2 separate regions of the Macaca mulatta genome follow, and region 1 is linked to region 2. The links are chromatin contacts, called in public Hi-C maps. All regions are on one chromosome and are shown on one strand. The core of a region is the stretch at or near the end of the contact, and the rest is flanking DNA. Distances in the headings are between cores, read along the strand shown.

What was found. A called contact is a pair of places that touch in the nucleus more often than the background predicts.
Region 1: a Hi-C map of fetal cortex germinal zone shows a contact between it and region 2, with 4 times the contacts expected there. The contact joins the promoter of PTCH1 here to the promoter of ERCC6L2 in region 2. A contact is called at or near these places in 4 of 14 Hi-C or Micro-C datasets (cortical neurons, fetal cortex germinal zone, fetal cortical plate and 1 more).

Annotation. Positions count from the first base shown.
Region 1 is chr15:127,934,986-127,940,205 of T2T-MMU8v2.0, forward strand. It overlaps PTCH1 (patched 1), which reads left to right and starts at 3,823. Exons shown (of 24, transcript XM_028835407.2): 1 at 3,823-4,342. The coding sequence starts at 4,340.
Region 2 is chr15:127,573,943-127,579,791 of T2T-MMU8v2.0, forward strand. ERCC6L2 (ERCC excision repair 6 like 2) reads right to left here and starts at 3,180. Exons shown (of 19, transcript XM_077966722.1): 1 at 2,747-3,180. LOC114672865 (putative uncharacterized protein ERCC6L2-AS1) reads left to right here and starts at 2,874. Exons shown (of 4, transcript XM_077966726.1): 1 at 2,874-3,159; 2 at 3,162-3,841; 3 at 4,021-4,300. The coding sequence starts at 2,874. The coding sequence ends at 3,295.

The sequences.
Region 1 (5,220 bases), core at 2,573-5,072, 360 kb after region 2:
CTCCTTAAATGTGGGCAAGTGTCTCTTCTGAACCCTCAATTACTCATTTGAAAGCCTTCCAATTGCTGGAGGTTACCATGAGGGAGGAGATGAATGGAAGTGCTTAGCCACCCATTTTTATTGGGAGCCAGAGAAGAGGGGAGCTTAAAATGAAGAATGTGAGAACACACGTATGCATGTGCAAGTGTGTGTATGAGTGTGTATGTTGATGGTACAGGGATAACACTGGGCTGGGCACGGTGGCTCAGGCCTGTAATCTCAGCACTTTGGGAGGCTGAGGTAGGCGAATCACAGGGTCAGGAGATCAAGACCATCCTGGCCAACATGGTGAAACCTCATCTCTACTAAAAATACAAAAATTAGCTGGGTGTGGCAGCGTGTGCCTGTAATCCCAGTTACTCAAGAGACTGAGAACTGCTTGAACCCAGGAGATGGAGGTTGCAGTGAGCCGAGATTGTGCCACTACACTCCAGCCTGGTGAAATAGAAAGACTCCCTCTCAAAAAAAAAAAAAAAAAAAAAGAATAACACCGTATCTCCAGTAGCAACAATATTCAGAAAGACAACCTTGCCTATGCATACTAATTGTGGTCTGTTTCAGGTCGGTTTCAGGCCTGTTTCAAAAGTCCTATTGTCCCATCTTCCAGTGCCCCCTAAATCTCCATCTGGCCCTGCCCTGAAATCTTCAACTTTGGAATTATTCTTCTGTGTATGGCTCTAAAAGTTCAAGTTAATCAGCAAAAGCATTGTCTAGTAGCTTCATCAGCTATTAACACCTTGATGCCAATTGGCTTATCAGACTGGGAACACTTGGAGCTGAGCTATGTTGTCTGGTAGCCTTGTGTGCCACTAACACCTCCATGCCAATTGGCTTAGATTGGGCAGCACTGGAGCTGGTTTTTGGGAAGTGGGGAGACATAAGCAACTTTAGAAGTGCGGAGGCAGCTGTTTGATGAGAGAGGGCCCACCCTGGTGGGAGTCTCAGAGAACCACCAGAAGGTAACACAGAAGGGTGCTGGGTCCCTGACTCCCAACCAGAACCCATATCATTGACTTGATTTAATGCTTCTAGCGTCTGAGAGTGGAGAGAAGACAGACACAGCACTGACATAATCTGCAAAGACTGATTTCAAAGGAAGGAAAAGAAAGGTTGCTTTTGGGAGATGTTATATGTAAAATGTTTATTTAGAAACAGAATGCTTGTTCCCTGATGCTGCAAACAAACAGCAGTCGAACATAAATTTAATTATCTCAGCAAGGCCATTTTTACTTTCTGCAGAAAGGGTGCTCATCACAGATGAAACAATGTGGAGAGCACACCTGAACAAAGGAGGGAAGCAATTTTTATCCCTTACACAGTTTGTCCCTGCGACCGTGTCCTGTCTCCGATGGCTGGAGCCAGACCTCACAATCGAAACTAAAACCTGACTGGCTAACAGTTTAAAACTTTTCTGAATAGGTAAAAGTAATGGAAAGACAAAGGAAAAGAGGAAGTTGCTTGTGCCAAATAGGGAAGGGGCATAGGCTGCGAGCTGGAACGTACGTGCCTGTGAGCATGTCCAGCATAAATATCTTGGTTAAGGTACAAGGACATAGAATGTAGTACGTGCCTGTGAGCATGTTTAACAGCTACGTACGATAAGGCTTAACAAAGAGTTATTAGCACAAAGCAAGGAGGCTTGATGGAAGTTAGTTTTTAAAAGAAACTATTATTTTTTTAACATTTATGATGTATTCTTTAACAAAAAGAGAAACTTTGAAGAGGAATTTTTTGCTTTCTACAGGAGAGAACATTTCCAGGGGCTTCCCTCCTTCCTGAACTTGTACGTTTTCACACCAGATTTTCTGCTCCCTGCCTCATTATGCCACTCCTGCCCAACTCTAGGTACTTACACTCTCGTGCAAAACAAACTTGTCTTTGCTCCCAACTGTAAAGCCTTGGATGAGATATGACTCATATGAACACATTCAGTCCTAACTAAGGGACAGCGTAGACCAGCAGGACCACAAAGACTGGGTAGCTCCGAAGTCCACCCGTCTGCACACTCAAGAGAGGCGATTTGCTGGAAGCCCAGGTAGCTTTAGGGCTCCTCCCTGCCCAGGCCACTTCCAAGGCCCTGTACTTAATTTTGTGTTTGTAATTTTGAGTTGCTAAAGAAGCTCCCCACTCCCCCTTCACTCTGAAAGCTGCCTAAGTCCCAGGCCACACAAAACTAATGTCCACTCTTGAGTATCAGCCTTGGCCACCACTCAACAGGAGCACGCAGCTAGGCGTGCTTCCGCGAGGGTCTTCATTTTAACTAGGAAAAGCAAACTCCCCAAGTTCTGCTGGAATTTTCCTACAACTCTGCATTGTGGGCCATTTAAATGCCCTTTATCAGCTGTTTCTCTTTTTTCTTATCCCCCTTTCTCCTTCATATTCTAGACCCCTCTATTTGGAGATTATGTATCCTTTCCTGTTCGTAACTCCACCCACATTGATAGAGAAACGGGGCCCTTTGATATGACACAAAAGACAGGGAGAAGTGTTTTGAAGGGAAATGTTGGGTTTTGTTTTGTTGTTGTTGTTACAACTATCGTGACTCTTAGAATCCATGGTCAGCCAATATGCATTTGAGTCCATTTTTGACTGAAGTCACTGGCATGAAATGACCTTCTGGACCAGCCAAATTCACAGGGCTGCCCCCATTCGAATGCTTAATTACTTACTGTGTCTCAAACACATACATTCTGGAAACTCAAATGACTCTGCTCAAGAATGGCTATGTCATCGTAGTGGGAGGAGATCCTGAAACCCCTAGGATGATGATTATTATTTAATAACACACGGGGCACCTCTTTTACCGCCCCCCCCCCCGCCCCCGCCACACACACACCTAATCACACTGTCAGCCCAGAATGAAGTGAGAAGAGTCTGGCTTTATTTCAAGACCAGCTAGTTAGCTCTTCTGAGTTGCAGTAAACGTTCTCACTCCCTCCACCCTGCCCTTGTATCTGTAATTCATCTTGATTCATAATGTGGCCCATTTAAAGAGGCGGTGTGTGAAATACCGTCTACCAGCGGCGGGGTTGAGCAGATAAAATGTCAGACATTGTAGCGGGGGCGCTCCCGAATAGGACGTTTCAGTCTTGGGTGAGAGCAGGGTTCTCCGCGAGACCCACCAGCTCCTAGGTCTAGGCCAGTCACCCAAGGCCGCCTGGCACAGGAAGGCATAGTGGGTGGGAGCATTCGGGTGGCATAGCCCAGAAACCACAGGAATCGGAAGGGAAAGGGAGCAAATGTCAATCCGTGATTCTTCGGAGCAGCTACCCATCTTGGTTTCCAAGGGACGCCACCTTGGTCTCTTTCACAAGAAGCGGCTTCCCAGGGACCGACAGGAATGCGCACACAGCTCGTGCTGAAATTTCCCCGGGCAGGCGCTGTGATCTGTCCAGCCCTCCTGCTCTCCGCCTCCCTGGCGGCCTGTGGGCCTGTCATCTAGAAGGCTCCCAGCTTTTCCGCGCTTCCGTGGGAATGGGAGCAGGAAAGCTTTGAGAATGGTGGTGTTCTTCCGCAGCCCTCTGGGCACCCCCCACTTCCCGGAGCGCCGGGGATGCTAAACGGAGCTTCCTTGCTTCCCCACACCTCCCCCCACCGGCGTTCTGGCAAGACGGCCAAACGTTAGCAAATAATGTGTGCGGGGGCGGGGGAGCCGAGCACAAGGTGGAGAAGCCGCGGGAGCGCGCGGAGACCCCCCGCCCGGCGGCCCCCCGCAGACAGGGCCGCGGGGGGCGGGGAGGGGGCGGCGAGGCTCGCGGGAGCTCGCCGGGCCGGGCGCCTCCCAGGAAGGCGGGGAGGGGAGCGCCTGTTTACCCAGGAGGGCTGTGCTGATAGCACGTTCCTCGAGTTTACTTTGCTTTCCTTGAGTTTATTGTAAAGGGGTAAAGTTTTCGGATCCGTCACGTGACCCTGACAGGTCCTGCCTATGGCGCGGCAGACCACCCACGCCGAGGGCCATGGAACTGCTTAATAGAAACAGGCTTGTAATTGTGAGTCCGCGCTGCACTCCGCCGAAAGCCTCCGGCGGCCCAGCGCGCCGGGGTTTTTACACTTTCCGTTCCTTTTGTAAAGACGGAGGAGGAGGAGAAGAAGAAGAAAACGGAGGAGAAGAAAAAGACGACAGGGGAGACAAAGAGACCCGCAGCGACAAGGCAAGGGGGAGAAGAGGGAAGACGGGGAGAAGACGGAGGAGCGGAGGACGAGGAAAGGGGGGCCAGGAAAAAAAGGAATTGATGTGAAATCCAAACCCAGCGTCCGCGCCATCGGCACCCGCGCTCCGAGCAGGGGTTGACGGCCGGCTATGGTGAGTGCAGCCAGCGCGGCGGCCGCCGACGCCACCTCGCCCTCGCCCTCGCGCGCCGTGCGCCCCGGGCGGCGCGGGGACACGGGGACGCGGGACGCCCCGCGCGGCGGACGGAGGAGCGAGCCCCGAGCGCCGGGCGGGAGGGGCGGGCCGCGCGCCGGGGCCGTGGGGCCGGGTGGGCTGCGCTGCCTGGGCGCGGGAGCGCGGGTCCCGCGCCTCCACGCTCGCTCGCACGCCCGGGCCCCCGCCCCCGAGGCCAGCCCCGCGGGGCGGGGAGGGGGGGCTGGCCGCGGCGGGCCCCGGCCGAGGAACGGCTCCGAGGGGAAGTCTCACGGAGGGGGTCGCCGGGGCCCCCATTTTCACGCCTGAAAGGGTCGCCACCTTGGCTTCCGCTCATCAGCCTGGTGGTGGCTACTGACTCGCCAGCGGAGGCAGAGCTGGTGATGGAAGGGCCCGTGCGGAGAGTGACAGCGCCGAGGGGAGGGGGCTCGAGGCGCGCGCGCGGAAGCCGCTGCCGCCCGCTCGCGGGAGCAGCCGCAGGGAAGGGCGCACGCTCGCGCCCCGCAGACACGCTCTGGAGCCGGCACGCACGCCTAGGGGAGCGGGACACCCGGGCTAGAAGAGACGCACCTTACCCACCTCCCCTCCCACGCTGCGGGAAAAGGGCCAGAGGGGCTTTTGGAGTTCAGGAAGGGGCGGTGGGTAGGAGAGGTGATGTGTGTGACTCTTGTGCCCACCGATTCCGGCCCTCGGGTGCCTGCCACCCTTACAGAGGTGGGCGACCAGCCCAGTGCTGAGAGTGCAGAGTGCGGCCTCAGGGGAGCCCGGGGGCGGGCAGGACCGATTCGCAGCTTACAGACCTGGGCCCAGCGCTGAAC
Region 2 (5,849 bases), core at 1,930-4,429:
ACTGTTACACCATTCTAAAAGAGTGTTTTAATGTCAAACTAAAGCCTTGATCCACTGTACAAGTAAAACAACATATAGGTCAATGGGCCCTATTTTCATAACAGTACTATTTGCACCTTAAAACCTAAAGCAACCCTTATACAATTATTAACCCATTACTTACTTTTCCCATTATGTGTTTGCCTCCCCTATCATTTTTTAAGACTCATTTTATTATCGATTATTCAACACACGTGATTTAAGCACAAATTATTCACCAAATATTATACCACATAATGGGTATAAAATGAAGAAAACTAATGTCAAAAATGATGGTGACTAATAGTTTTCCTGCATCTCATTAATTGGCATCATCATCTAACCAACTTTTCAAAGTAGAAAACCATTAGTTAGCCCTTAAACCTCATTTAATATTACTCCTTACATCCAGTCTGTCAGAATGGCCTGGTTTTACTTCAAAAATGAATGACTCTCCTCCATGCCACCATCTCACTAAAGCAAAGGCTGGCAAACATTTTCTGTAGAGTCAGTCATTAGCTATTCGTTACTTTAGATTTTGTAGGCCATACATTCTCTTGCCCTTGTAATGCAAAAGCAACCAGACAATACATAAACAAATGGGCAGAGCTGTATTCCAATAAAACTTTATTTACAAAAAGAAATGTCAGACCAGTCTTAGCTCACAGACAGTAGTTTGCTGACCTCTGTCTTAAAGCATGCCACCATCAACTCTCCCTAAATTAAGCCTAACCAGGCTCTCTGCTCCCAGTCCACCTATTTAGAGTAATACCCCATTATTCTATATCTCATCATTTTATTGCCTCTGTAGCACTTACCATAACATTTAATTATCATGTCCACTTGTTTTTGTCTTTTTCTTCCACTAGAGAGTAATTTCCTTCCCAAGAAAAAGTTTGTACTGTTATAAATTTTATCCCCAGGACCAACACAGAGTCACACAGCAGACATTCAATGAACATGTGAATTTATTACACATTCTTTTTCTTTTTTTTTTTTTAGACAAGAGTCTCTCTGTCGCCCAGTCCGGAGTGTCATGGCACAATCATAGTTCACTGTAAACTCCAACTCCTGAGCTCAGCCATCCTCCCGCCTCAGCCTCCTGATTAGCTGGGACTACAGGTGTGCACCAACATGCCTGGCTAAAATTTTTATTTTTAGTACAGACAGGGTCTCGTTTACTTTGCAGGCTGGACTTAAAACTATCCTCCAGCCTCAGCTTCCCCAAAGTACTGGGATTACAGGTGTGAGCCACTGCGCCTGGCCTATTACAAATTATCGATCTCATAGATCCTTGGTATCTTGCGAGAGAGAAAACTAAAAAGTACATAAACATATACATAACTGTAAAAAGTGCATTGGAAGAAAAATGCTATGAGAAGGGAGTATTGAGAAATGTAATTTAAAAGGGAAAGGGGTCTAAGAACTGTATTTCAGATAAGTGTACAGCAAGCGCAAAAAAAAAACAAAACCTTAAGGGAATCACACAACTTATTGGAGTATTTTTGGTTTCTGAGTTTGGGTAATTTCTAGAATGAAAAAAATTCAGCTAAGTTTGAGTTAGAAATGGAATCTCTCAATATCCAAACTACAGAACAACTGCTTAAATTGTGAGGATTTCCTGTTGGATTTAACAGGGTTAAGTCTCCTATAATTTAATGAGTCGAAATCATTTGTTTTGGTTTAAACTAATTATCAATTCAATTCATTCTGGTGATGGGGTCTCTCTCTCCCTCTTTCACTCCAATGGCCTCCTCGCTATTCCTCAAGCATGTTCCTACCTCGGGGCCCTGGAGCTTTCTGCTCCTTCCACCAATAAATACCAGAGTGACTAGATCTATCAGAAGGAATGAACGTCCCAGTCACCATAATCTCCACTTGGCAGCTTCATCTATTTATTTTTAGCTGCCAGTCTCCTATAGGTATTTATATGTGTGGCCCCTGAATTACAGCATCATCAATTCCTAGACCTCAGAATTCAGGCTTGTAACTTGCCCTCTCTGAGCTTTAGCTCTGAATTCATCTAGTTAATGAGATTGATATCTTCCTCAAAAGAAAGCAAGTAGTTAAACAATCAGCATATTGGTGGGCTCAGGAAAATCACTCAATACCCGGTAGCTTTTGTTATACAGCACAATTATTAATGAAAGCTATTCATTTGGGTGCCAGAAGGCATCCCAGATGACTTGTGGTAGATTATCACACCTTCTTTAAACCTCCTATTTAAGGCAGAATATAATGCCCTGACTCAATAGGCAATAAACCTCCACTGAACTAAATATCTCAACCTTCATTTACCTACTTACAACAAACGTCTGCCATTCACTAACAACTGGGCATACAACGATAAAGAATGAAAATGACGTTTACTGAGTGCTTAATATGGGCCAGACGCGGGGTCACATAAATGCTTTGCGTATTGTCCACGTCATTTAAAAATCACAAGAACCTAGTAATGAACCCAGTTTTACAAATGAGGAACCTGCCCAAAGTTGCTCAGCAAGTAACTGTCAGAGGCAGCACTAGATCCCAGGGGCTGACCCCCGAGTCCAGGTTCTCAACACTGAATCGGAGATTTGGTCCCAGGCCTGCAGGGGGTTCACAATCTGCAGCTGTCACTGAAGACGATCTACAGGGCAAACCCCAACCCGAAGGGCACCGGCGAGAACTGGTCCAACGCGACGCAGCAGACAGGCCTCTGGGTAAGGGGCGAGCGCGGAGCTGGTACCTTTGCCCGCGGTTTCCGCGCAGGGCTGTGGCGCCGAGGGATCCATCCGGCCAGGGGGAGGGGCCGAGCCCGGCTGCACGTAACACCCGGAAGGCGGAGGACAGCGAGGTGGCTGGCCGGTGGGCCAATGGCGGCCAACGCCACTTCCGGTCGCCCTCCGAGCATCGCTCTCCGGCAACCCGAAGCCACGGGAAGGAGGAGGGGAATCCCAGCTAAGGCAGCGACTAAGGGAACCCGAGGAGAACGGGAGGGCGACGTCCGGAGCGGCGGCAGAGCCACGGGACGCTGTGTGAGGCTGGCAAGGCGGTGTTCACCTAGTTCTTTCGGGCTCCGCCGCCGCCGGTGGAGAACACGAGGCCAGCATTGCGACCCCCAAATCTCCTCCTCAGGATCTGACCTCAGTCTCCTAACCCCGCAACTTCCATCCCGGCCTTGGAAAATCCCGCGAGAACGGGCTGCCGAATTGTCACTGGGATCCTGCGAGAACGAAATCTTCCTTTCCGTGGGCGGAGCCATCTTCCCGATGTCTCGCCCCTAGGAGGCCTGTAGCAGGAAGGGCCGCGGGAGTTGCGAGTGTCGCGAGGTTTGAGGTCGCTGGGTGGGCCGGGCGCTGAGCGACGCTGGTCATAACTGGGGGGCTTGGGAAGGCAGTGGCTGTGAAGGGCCACTGAGGCGGTGGAGGCCTGGCAGAGGGCGTCCCGGCGGTCGCGGCTCTTGGCTTCTCGGTGGAGCTTGGTTCGTCCGTGGTGGTGCCGCACCCCAGGAACTTCCAGGAGCCAGTCCCTCCTTGGAGAGCTCCCCGGGACACCCACAGGTGCCAAGTGAAACTAGCGCGTTTTCTTGGATCCTACACTTTGTAGTGAATCATAAATACTTTAAATACAAAGCCAACAACATTTGCTGGGAATAAACGTAAAAATACTGTTAAAGTGTAAAGTTTTCCTTCGTCCCTCTGACGTTTCTGGCGGGTCGCTGAACGCGGGAGACTCAGCCGTCTGCTCTGAGCCCGGAGCATCTGAGGCAGCCGCGCCCACCCGCGAGGTGCAGGAGGTACACGGCCCCTGACGCTCCCAGGCAGCGCAGACAGAGGGATCCGTAAGTGGCTTCCGCGCTTGTTACCATTTGCATACTCTAAGGTATTTCATGGATTGAGTGAAATACCTGACGGGGCCTGTATCCGTTCCCTATTGCCGCAATAACCAGTGACCACAAACTTTGTAGCTTGAAACAGCACAAATATATCATCTTGCATTTATTGTCTCGCGGTTCTGTAGGTCAGAAGTACTACTGGGTGTAACCTTAGCTGCACTCCTTTCTGGAGACTCCACAGGACCATCCTTAGCTTGCCTTCGCCAGCTTCTGTCAACATTCGTTGCCTTTGGCCCCTTCCTGCATCTTCAAAGCCAGTGACGTGCCATCTCCGACCCTTCCATCCTCAAGTCTACCGCTGATGGCAGCTGGAAAAGATTCTGAGGGCTCACCTGAGCAATCCAGGATCATCTTCCCATTTCCAGGCCTCTGCCCTTGATCACATCAGCGGAATCCTTTTGCCATGTAAGCTAATATATTCACGAATTCCAGAGATTAGGAAATAAACATCTTTGGGGGATCATTATTCTGCCTACAGTAGTGTCTTAAGAAAACAATATGGCTGTTTGCTCTGCAAATAGATCTCAATTCTTTGGCAGATACTAAAAACCAGTAGTATGTGTTCATAAAATGCTTCATTTAAAATATAACTTGTTTGCTTACCACCAGGTAGTAACTTTAAGCCTAAGTGAAACATCTAACTCAGCCATCTCTGTGTGAGATGTTGGCCAGGTCACTTCTCTGTGTTTTATTGTCCTCACCGATCACTGTAACAGTGAGACTAATAATAGTAAACTACCTAAAAAGGGTAATTGTAAAAAATAAGATGAGTAAAACTCCTAAAACAGTGACTGGTCATAGTAAGGAATATATGTGTTGTTATTACTGTTATTATCAATGGAATGCATCCACTCGAAAGTTGCATTCTACATAGACATTATGTCAGTTTAATATTTTGGCTAATAGGCCGGGCGCGGTGGCTCATGCCTGTAATCCCAGCACTCTGGGAGGCCGAGGTGAGCAGATCACGAGGTCAAGAGATGGAGACCATCCTGGCCAACATGGTGAAACCCCGTCTCTACTAAAAATACAAGAATTAGCTGGGCATGTGATGGCACATGCCTGTAGTCCCAGCTACTTGGGAGGCTGAGGCAGCAGAATCGCTTGAACCTGGGAGGCGGAGGTTGCAGTGAGCCAAGTTTGCATCACTGCACTCCAATCTGGCGACACAGCAAAAAACACTACTGATTATAATTGTAATTCTTGATTCTAACATACACCTTGATATTGGAAATCTTAAAATCTAGAAAAATCTGCTTCTTGTTACTGATGGATTGTATCTCTTTTCACATTGTCTCTAAAATCAAAATGCAAATTGACATTTTAATCAAGCTTATTTTTTTCCCCTACAACTACCAGGGAAGAAGTTTGATTTTTTTTCCCTCTCTGAAATGACTAGTTGTGTAATTTTGTCTTATTTTTCCAGAGGTCCATTGAGTTAAGATGTAGCTCTTGACAGAGCTGACCTCTAATTAGAAGGGATAAGCAAATTCAGAAATAAATTTTGGTTTAAATGGAAGGTATCATCTGGTTGAAGGAATACCCTTGTGACTAACAAAAGAGGAGGATACCTCATTTTCTGAGTGTTTATTATTTAACCTCACTGCTGTACTTACAATGTATACTGAAGCAGAAATAATCATGACATGAAAATATGTCCTAGTGAACTAGTTGCTTCATAAAACTAGATATCCTCAAATATTCCTTCCCCCACCTAACAGTAGCTTTTGTCTCTGCATTGACATCCTTGTGTAGGTGCTGATATTGTGACATCTACCACTGTCAGTCCAGTCACTTCAAAGTTAAATTGAATATCTTGTAAAATATTACGGAATTCCTGTAGTTAATATGTGTGATGTTAGATAAATCACATAAATGAACTGAATCACATACAAAACTTTTGGCAAAGGAGGATCTAGCAAAAATTAAGCCAATTATAACTACAGAAGAGAAA